Regions from separate parts of the Rattus norvegicus genome. Here region 1 is linked to region 2. The links are chromatin contacts, called in public Hi-C maps. All regions are on one chromosome and are shown on one strand. The core of a region is the stretch at or near the end of the contact, and the rest is flanking DNA. Distances in the headings are between cores, read along the strand shown.

Region 1 (5,475 bases), core at 1,024-3,523, 120 kb before region 2:
AGAAAAGTCTTCAGTTCTCACCATAAAGAATCAGTGTTTAGAACTATAATATATGACATTTGTGCCAGGAAACCTATAATAATTAAATTACATTTGACCCCAGTCATTTTATTACAGTTTGAAATGGCATTAAAATGCCATTTACGTCATGCAAATTCTTGACTTGCAGAATTAATAGGCAGGTGTGGGTAATGTTGCATATTATTGACAAAATTAGTGACTTCCTTTCATTAAGATCTGGGTCAGAATAGTTATTACTATGTAGGACAAGGACTTCATGGTAAAATGGCTCTCCGGCTTTATAGTCAAAAGGTGATGCATTTTCTGTGACAGTCCCGAGAAATCCACTCTCCTAGTACAATGGAAGTGCACCCAGCTTGCCCAGCAATGACCGCGCAATCGACTTTACCAGAAAACCTCATGTGCTGATACTCATAACCACAGGTGGATGGCTGCTGAAATATGAATCTTTGTTGCTATCTGCCATTTTCAAGGGGGTTTCCAATGTCCGATTGCCTTTGACTTTTATCACACAGATGAATATATATAATCTGAAATCAATCATAATTATGACTAATCGTTAACGGGTGGTTATAATTGTTAATGTTTTGTTTGACATGTGTTGTAACTCCTTTGTTAGTATCTGGGACTGGCCTGGGTTTAATATTCCTTTGCTCTTTCCGCTACTGTTTTAGACGTAATAAAAATTTTGTAATGGTCACTAGGCAAACCCATAATCTTACCCAGAAGCCTTTGACTTGTATCCCCACTTGAGCGTCCCTGCTTTCTCTTCCCTCAGGTTGCTGTCGCTGTCCGGTCTGATCCAGTTAGAATGATGTCAGAGACACTGGCCTGGAAAGCTCGGATAGGCGCTGTGAGTGAGGAGGAATTCACTCTTCAAAAGCCGCTCTTCACCCTGACCACATACAATGAGCAGCAGGTACTTACGGGAACTGGCGGTCCTGGTGTAGAGTCCACGCAGAGAGCTGGAGGAACCGTTCAAGCGTGCGCTCTGAGTTACTAATGATTTTTAATATTTACCTGGAAAGAGCCTGGACTAGATTAGCATATTTTCTATTTGTAAATAATAAACCATAATTGCTGGATGAATCTAAGTGTTATAAAAGTGTGACATAAAACAAAACAGTTCAAAAACATATCTGTCACTGAAAGAGGTTTTGTAACATTTTATGCAAAAGTCATTGATTAAAAAAATGGTCACTGGTATTTCTTTCAGGTTCAAAGATTTCTCTGTTGTATTATGAGTTTATATTCTAAATTCATGGCATAGATACTATCAAATAGGCATCTAATGAGATCGACAGGCAGTACTGAAGACAGCTACCCCAAGTTTTGTTCTTCGAGCTAAGGATAAAGCATTTTCTGTGGCAGCACCATCGAGGGATCTTGGAGCTGTTTGCAGGAGTTTAGAATGTGTCTTGGTTGTGGCTGGAACTGAGAAGAGAGATTTAAAAGAACTTTTAGCGGAGAAGGGTAGAAAAGAAGACATAGGAATGAATGAATATCACCCAAATTAAGTAAGTAAGCATTCATGAGTTTTACAGAACTAGGGAGAGCACGCCAATATCTCAAGAAACCTGTTGCCAAACGAGTTCAAAGTACCTCCCCTGTGTGCTGCATACTTGATGGTGAATAGTAAGGTGAAAATTTCATTCATTAGTAATCAAATATTTATGAAATAGACACTGTTATTCTGGTTCTGTGCAAGAGTGTAGCTCTTGGCTCCACCTAAATGGGCCAGACTGATCCTTCCCGAGAGAAGTGACTCTCTAGGTTAAGAAGGGAAGTATTACATTCAGAGGTAAAGCACAGTGTGAAGCCAGTTCTGTGCCCAGTGTGAGGAGAGAAGGGAGAACTCTGTCGGGGGGAGGTTAGAGAGATGGCACTTCTGAGCAGGAGCAGAGTTTCCGATCTGGGGCAGTTGTTACTAAACTCATTCACGGCGATTTACAGTTTAAAGGGAAAAGAGGCTAATGTGCACAGGGAGAAGAATTACTTTTAGGGACGTGTAGGTATATATCTCTCTAGAACCAGCTATGATAGTACAAAGGCAACTGGCCCCTACACAGGCGAAACTAAGGGAAAGGAAGAGTCCTAAGGCTCTGGGCCAAGCTATCAGGGGTTTCCCAGACAGAAAAGACTGAGAGAAGGCCTTTCGCTGAATGTCTTTACTGTGAGACAGAGGCACCGGCACAGGATAAGTGCTGAAATGAGAATGGAAACTTGGGCTAGGGCCCAGCTGTGGTACACAGGAAGCCTTTTTATTCAGACATCTGACCTTTGTCCCGTGACCAGACATGCTATTTAAAAGCAGGTAAGTTAAATAGTGACATTTGTATTTTATCCTCGGATCTTGAATGGGAAATAGTTGGACATTGGGAGGAGAGGAGTGGAAGTGGTGGTGAAAGAGTCATGCGCAGCTCTGACTGGAGCGATGGGGGATGGGAGCGGTAAAGGAATCGAATCGAGGAGGACTCCAAGCTCGACAAGCACCGCAGTTGCGCATTGTGGATTCAAATCCACACTCGAGATTTACCGGCTGCGTGCACTCGCCTAAGCTATTAACATCTTTATGTTTGTTTCTTTCATCTTTAAAATAATTACTTGCAAAGTTCTTCTGGGGATTGGAAATAATAAATATCAACTGCCTAGGATATTGCCTGATACTCGGCAGTGATTCAACAAATTATTGCCACATAAGAACTGAGCAGAAGGAAAAACAAGTCTGGGGGGAGGAGATTTGTTTTGTCCGTGTCACGTTTAGGGTGAGGGGGTCTAAAGCATCCTTTCAAAAACCTGATTACCAGCCTCTGGGGAGGAGAAACCTCTCTCTTCATTTACTTTTTACTAAAAAATTGGATAATGAAAAAAAATTGAAGGCGCCACAGCCCTTGGTGCTGGAGAAGGAGGTGAATCTTAAAGAGAATTCGGGAGTAAACAGCAGCAGATCATAGAGGGAGTGGGAGTCCTTGAAAGTGGCTCAGAATACATGGGGACAGAGGAGAAGCCAGGGACCAAGGCTCAGATGTTTTTTTCTCAGACCTTTGGGTTATTCTGGCCTTGTGCTTCTCACTACCCCAGCCCTGCTTCTGACTGGTTGTCATTGAGTCTTCCCTTTAGACTATGTCTGACAGTTAGGTCGTCTCTACTCCCAGACAGGTTTAAGTATTTATTACTTCATGTCTAGACAGTCAGAGTAGCCTCCTGACCTTTCCCTCCCTCCATCTCTTTTTCTTCCCCCAGCACCTTAATTTATTCCGACCTGATGATCAGATTCATCCTATGTGGCCATACTTTGATGCTAAAAGCAGAAACAAACACTGTGGGGCTAGTTAGCACAGCCTTCAAGGCTACGAGATCCAAATTTCAGTCTGAGTGTCCTTTTCCCCCCAAGCTCCTCAGTGGCATAGTATTCTACCCAAACTCACCTCATCCTAAAATTGACCTGCTTTACCTCAACGTTTGTATGTGAGGCCTCCCTGTTCGATTAGGTCTCTCTTCCTCCCTCTCTGACTACTGGAAAGATTAAGTCAGACTTCAAGGCTGCCCTGGTTGTTTCTTACCTGAGAGCGTCCTCCTGCCAGCAGCACCACACACACCCCCATGTTTCACTACATGAGGCAGCGTCACACATTAGTTACCTGGGAACCTCCCATTGCTCCCATTCAGTCAGGAACTCATGGAGGAAGCGATTTTTAGAAACTCACGACCGTGTCTCTTAGGGAGTTGGGTTACATTAGACTGGGGTAAAATGTCCAGACGTGGTCATCTCTTATCATGGCAAAGAATGTGTTGACGTTTAAGATTCATAGGAAGAGGACTACGGGCCAATTAAGCGTAATTGAGAAGAGAAGCCAGAGTATCTGTTTGTCTACTCCTACTTAGCATGATGGTCGGGGCATTTTCCAGTTCTGTTTGAAATAGAAATCCAGCCCCAGACTCCCTTTTTCTAGGAGTGACCACATGTTTGTGAGTAATTTGCACATTACTAAATGACGGTGAAGTTAAGGCGGCTGTCGGAAGATGCTCAGGGGGCTGGGGAGATGATTGAGCAGTTAAGAGCACTCAGGGCTCTTGCAAGGGGCCTGGATTTGTCTCCCGGGCACCACCTAGCAACCCACAACTTCCCACAACTCTAGTTCTAGGCGTTATTACCAAATTAACCAAGACCACTGGATTTCTGTTACCCGGGCCATCACCTGGTAAGACATAATTTGGAAAAATACATAAATATTATTTGCAAGAATTATCAATTCTGGGCTGGAGAGATGGCTCAGGGGTTAAGAGCACTGACTGCTCTTCCAGAGGTCCTGAGTTCAAATCCCAGCAACCACATGGTGGCCCACAGGCATCTGTAATGAGATCTGATGCCCTCTTCTGGTGTGTCTGAAGACAGCAACAGTGAACTTATATATAATAAATAAATAAATCTTTAAAAAAATTACCAATCCACAGCTACATTTCTTCTGATTGTTATTTTACAATTTGATTTTTAATTATGCAGGATTCATTAAGTAACTTCCCACACCTTCCCCTAGCCTCTGTCAGCACTACACCCCCACATGGTACATATATGTGCAGGCAGACACACACTCATACACTTAAAACTAGGGCTCTCTTAACTAACATCTCCTGAAAAATATATTCCAAAGATTGATTTGTCTATTAAAGCAGATTTACATTAATAATCCTTTATCTATGTGATTCCAGCCAGCAATAAATAACCACTAATAGTACTGAAAGCAAGGTTCCTTTATTATTTTTTAAAATAATATATTGTATCTGATTGTAGTATATAATATTGAACTCACTTTATGTTGAAAACAAGTAATGCAGTGGAAAGTGATAGTGTAAACCACAGTTTGGACATTTCTAGTGGAAACTCTGCAGTCACAGAACTCACAAGCTTTACTGTCATCTGACAGCCACCTTTAAAGATGTGCAACTTGGAAAAACGAGCGTGAGTGGTAGGATGTGCTCCAGCTAAATGAGTCAGTGTTTGCTTAAATCCCATTTTTTTTTTTGTCTACAGATCATTTCTGATCCTCGACTTCGATTTGAGTTAGCACTCCGAGAAGCTGGACTCCATAAAACGCAGTACGCCAAAGAGATGCTACCGAAAATTGGTCCTCAGAAGCCTCCAAGGAAGGATACAGAATCAACGGTGTTCAAGATCTAGAGGGTACCTGCGAACAAACACTGTGTGGCTATGGAAAATGACGATTACTGCTGCTAAATGCCTAAAAACCACTGCACATAGAAATTATAGCATTTATTAAACAACTTTCCCTTTTTTATCTTCAAAGTTTTGGTCATTATTTGATTTTTCTTTCAATAATATGTATTATTACCAAATTTACCAAAATTATGAGACTTCTGTATATATGTTGGCATTTGGTAGGTTGTTATTTTGAAGCATTTTTTTCTATAAAGAAGAGCTAAAATAACCATTTG
Region 2 (4,874 bases), core at 1,271-3,770:
CTCCACAACCATGTGTCCTTGAAATCCAGGTCACAGCTGGCCCCATGGACGCAGCTGCTGCTAGCAGCTGGTATCACTTGATCTGGCCACTGGCGGCTTGAACAGGGGCTGGTGGCTCTTCTTGGTTCATGCAGCCCTGTGCCATTTGTCTGATTGAACAGATTTCTCCTAAAGGTCTGTGACACTCAGTTTCCACAGCCTCGAAATTCCCACGCTCACAAAACTTCAAGGGTCTTTCCTCCTGAACACTCATCACTGGAGAGCCAAGGATAGAACGGAAGGACTGAGGCAGCGGGAGGTCTGCCTTAGCTCTGCAGAGCACCAGGTGTCTTTGATGAAGACAACTGCTTAGAACAAGATGAGAAACGACGACTCTCCCGAGTCTTCCCTGTGTTCCTGAGCCCTCCCTGTAGAATACAGAACATCACTGTGCTCTTTACATATCCAAGCTGCTAGTGTTACTAACGCTACCCACTGCCCTTGAAGTTTGACCTTGGGGTGGCATAAGGAAACATGGTGTTCCTTCCGTTACTGCATCTCTTTTACAGATCATTCTGGGTGAAAAGGGGCGGGGCTCTCCTTCCTTTCTCCTGAAACATAGTATCCCTCTACAAGTAAGCCTTCTGATTTTACTATACTAGATATGTAGTCTCTGCATGCTAGGAGGAGCTCTGTCACCTGACCCATCTATGGTAGTTTCTTCAAATCTACAATGGATTTAGAAATCTCTCCCACTTGAGCCTTTTTCCAGGCGCGTTATTCTCTCATAGGTCAGGGTGTAACATGCCCCTATACCTTAGTAGGTCCTCAGACTTTAGCACAACTGAGGCCATGATAGAAGTACCATTTAGGCAGGTCTTGGAACCTAGTACATAGGTAGCAGTACCTGCCAAATTGTGGGGAGATCCCTAAATGTACTAACCTTGCTTTTCTTGGCTTCTGCAATTCTGATTCTGACTAACTGTTCTTCCCAGCTGAGGTGTGTCAAGCCAGGATGTGACTTTTATGTTTAAAAGCTGACCCTAAGAAAGGCTCAGCACTCCACTGGGGTCAGGGGCACCCAGTGTGGTCACCAGCAAGATAATAAAGACTCACTACTGGCTTGAACCAGGTCTAAGCAGTCTTCTCTGGTGGATTCCTCACGACAAAGATATTTCATCGCTTAGCCTCAGAGGTAAAGGCCCAAAGATTATTTGACAGGGAGACAAGACAGATTAGTTTAATATTTGCAAAATAGCCTCATTACAGTATAGGAAATAGAAAGTCTATTTACAAAGGGGAGGAGCTGGCAAGGGAGGGCAGGATGCTGGCCCATGTTGCCTGGTGTGGGCTGTGATTGACAGAGCACAAAATGCAATACACACCCAGCTTACTACAGCCATTTGACTGCAGGGGGGTTATCTCCAATGCCTCCTCTTGGTGGTTTCGTTGGCTTGTCCTCAGTTCCCAGGCTTGTGTGTAATCTTTCATTACTGGATTATCTTAAGTGCATTTCTTTTTGTTTTCCTTAAATCCAAACTACGAAACTAAATGGAAACACTCAGCTCAGACTTGCATTCCGTAATGGACCCTTTGTGCACACGCACAGAGCTAATGCTTACCTCTTGTCCCTGTAATCCCACTCTAAACACTCTTTCACTCAACGGCAGTTCCTGGTTGCCACACCCCAGGTTACTGCAATGCCTTTAATCTTCCCCCCAAAACCTGTCTCCACCACATCCTTTCCTCAGATACTCATCTCTCCCTCTCCCCCAGCCTGTTATTTGGATTTCTGTCAGTGCATTTTCTGAGTAGGCCCCTTCAAACAAATCTAATTTCTCTGCTTCACTCAGCAGGCTTCTACGCCAGGCAGGCTGACATCCAAACTGGCCTGTAAGCAGCAACCACAGTCCATACCTTCACTTATGCTTTCTGCTTGCCCTGAGACACATTATACTGTGTCCACATTCCAATGCTGGCCTAAATCCAACCCCCTCTTCCAAGTGCACCTCAAATCCTACTCACTTTACATTTCTCTAAATCACTTGTCGCTCAAGGCCACCCCATACTACTTCAGAACTTAGGGATACTCCAACTTTGAATCAGAGGGAGTGCCCATGCCTGATATTTATTGAAGCCATCCAGGACCCAAGTGCTTGGCTGGGATGGCTCACTTGATCTCCATTCTATCCCTACAAAGCACACTCTGGACATGAAGAGTTTGAACTTCGAAGTGTCTGGCAGTTTTGCTCAGAATTCATGGCAAGAAGCCGGTACACTACCCCTTTCTACTGTACTGGTTCTCAACCTTCCTAATGATGCAACCCTTTAAAACAGTCCCTTGTGTTGTAGTGACCCCCCAACCACAAAAGTATTTTTGTTGCTACTACATAACTATAATTTTGATACTGCTATGAATCGCGATGTAACTAATTTTAGAGATACAGGTTTGCCAAAGGGGTCATGACCCACAGGTTGAGAACTGCTGTTCTAGTGTCAAAGGTCTTCCTTTTACCTCCTGCCTGCATGGCAAAGCCATGTAGGGCAAGAATTGGGACCTTTGTATTCTCTGTGTGCTCTTTTAAGCAAGCACACAAGCCTTGAACGATCCTCCCCTGCCCTGAATGGTCTTTCTCATGGAATCATTCTGTGGTAGATTGAATGGAAAGTAACACCATGGGAAGAGTGGCCTATATTAGAGTAGGTGTGGCCTTGTTGGAGAAAGTCCATCATCATGGGGGCGAGCTTTGAAGCTCCACCCAATGAGGAAGAGACCCTTCTCTTAGTTCTGCCTGTATGCTACTATGCTTACCACCATGACAGTAATGGACTGAACCTCTAAAACTGTAAGCCAGTCCCAATTAAATGTTGTCCTTTATAAGAGTTGCCTTGGTCATGGTGTCTCTTCATAGCAATGGAAACTCCAACTAAGACACAGCCTTTTGTCTGCTATCCAGCACCATGGGTCTTGCATTTAGGTTTTCTTATTCAACAGCATTAGTGGCTGCACTTGTCTTTCCTCTCGGGAATCTTTAATGATTCTTAGGTGGCTAAGATGCCACCAGTCTGAGACAGGAGGCATGGGAAGGCCTTCAGGGGGACCTGCCATCCCACTCTGCCCACCTACAGCATTTGATTCTGATGTCCCACCTCATGACACCCTTTTGCAAGACCAGAGGCACACAATTTTCCTAATTCTCAGTCAAGTCAGAATTGTGTCCTGCCAGAGGCATTCTTGGGACCAGCTTTGGGAGAGCTGGTCTCTAGGGAAGTGTGGAAATGAGACCCCCTAGATCTCTCACTAAATGTTCCTCAGCCCTGTGATTTATTCAGAGAGGAAACAGCTGTCCCCGACTAGAACAGAGAGATGTATAGTTTGGAAGTAGATGTTAAACATTAGAGCTTATGGTTTCAAAGAGGATCTGCCCAAGGGGATTCCTCTGCCGGTTCCTAAATGACAAGCTACGAGCGTTCATCCCTGCCTTAAGAAGTGGTGAATCTGGGGAGGATGTGTGGACACTTTGCAGGCACAGGCCTGGCAGGGAATGTTCTGCAGGGCTGCCCTGCTATGAGAAGACTTCATCTGGAAGCCACTCCAGTGCGTCCACCTCCCCCCCCCTTTTGCCTTCCTTCCCCTGCTCCCCTACTTTTCTAGATAAGGAGAAAAGGACAGAGTAAATGGCGCCTGCATTTCTCACAGCGCAAGCTTCCTGACATACCAACGTCAGCTCGCAGTACCTGGAAGCCCCTTGGTCACTGTTGACACGACAGAGCCATTTAAGAATCCCCTGAAAAGCCTTTCAGGTTCTCCTGCTTCTTTGTGTACTGCTGCTGGCCCAGGAAACCTAACAAAAAAACTGGAAAGTTCCTTTCGATCTTACATCCCTCCTTCGCTGGTAAGTGGAGCTCCTTCGAGATGGGGGGGGGAGATGGCTTTCGTGATGATGACAAATTCCAGATACTTCCCATTCCAGACATGTCAAGGCATACCGTGGGTTATAATTAGCTCTCACAATAACAAAAAAAGGCCATTCTGGCTAGCTTGCTTGTCTTTACACTGATCACGAGCCTCTCTTGCCTACGTTGAGTGAGAAGATCTGCCCATGCCCACTACTGTTCTCAGGACAGTGCAATCCTCAGACAGCAGTTAACTCTTCCTGCAAGACGGGAACTTATTTCTATGACCCACCCACAGGGCCATCTTCAAAGGGACCCTGGACCTGGTCCCTTGTCTGACTGCATCCCTCTGCTATAAGAAATGTTGGTACTGGAAATTGAGATATAAAGTCAGATTAAATCAGAGATTAGGTAGACGTTTCATCTTTATCCAAAGAACGCCTTAAAATAGTATCTCCTCGCCAAAGGCAGTTGAAAAGTGGCCGGATTCATAAGAATTTTATCCCCAATCAATTTCTTGGGAATCAGATCACACCCACCTTCAGTGCAAATGGCCCAGGGGGCCCTTTCACATGTCTGTACGGTTCCAGGGTGTTCGCTGGGTGTGCAGTAATTCTTAGGACAGAAGAAGGTTCACTAAGTGACTGACCACTCATATAATTAGTTCCCATTCAGTCATAACTTCTCAAATATTGGCAGCAAGATCTCTGCTGGATACTCCCATTAAGTGATTAATACAAGGCAAATCAAATGCAGATTGACTGAAGCCAAGTGAAATTGCCCACCCTGCAATAGATGCACGTTTTTATCTGAATAGGGGGTGGATATGATTTGAACTTCATAAAAGAGCGCCTTAAATATCAAAGAATGAAAAGAGATCAATGGAAAAGTAAGGAATGGTATTTTTATAACTTTTTCCTCCTAATGTCAAAGGTTGCAGGGTCTTTGCTAAGGTCATCTGTGCCCTGTTATAAGTTACTCCACATTATGTAAAATGG

Evidence for each region. A called contact is a pair of places that touch in the nucleus more often than the background predicts.
Region 1: a contact with region 2 is called in a Hi-C map of liver, with 2.0 times the contacts expected there. The contact joins two enhancer-like sites. A contact is called at or near these places in 2 of 12 Hi-C or Micro-C datasets (the A7r5 cell line and liver).

The regions. Positions count from the first base shown.
Region 1 is chr3:63,765,654-63,771,128 of GRCr8, reverse strand. It overlaps Ccdc148 (coiled-coil domain containing 148), which reads left to right. Exons shown (of 15, transcript NM_001107732.1): 14 at 800-940; 15 at 5,054-5,461. The coding sequence ends at 5,200. Among named protein-coding and RNA genes, the nearest start is that of Upp2, 87 kb to the right of the region's middle. Within about 2 kb of position 2,273, at least 7 of the 93 cell types and tissues checked have an H3K27ac peak or open chromatin away from gene starts, as enhancers often do. A contact at or near this core is called in liver, where this site is marked.
Region 2 is chr3:63,642,092-63,646,965 of GRCr8, reverse strand. No RefSeq gene overlaps it. Among named protein-coding and RNA genes, the nearest start is that of Upp2, 37 kb to the left of the region's middle. Within about 2 kb of position 2,520, at least 3 of the 93 cell types and tissues checked have an H3K27ac peak or open chromatin away from gene starts, as enhancers often do. A contact at or near this core is called in liver, where this site is marked.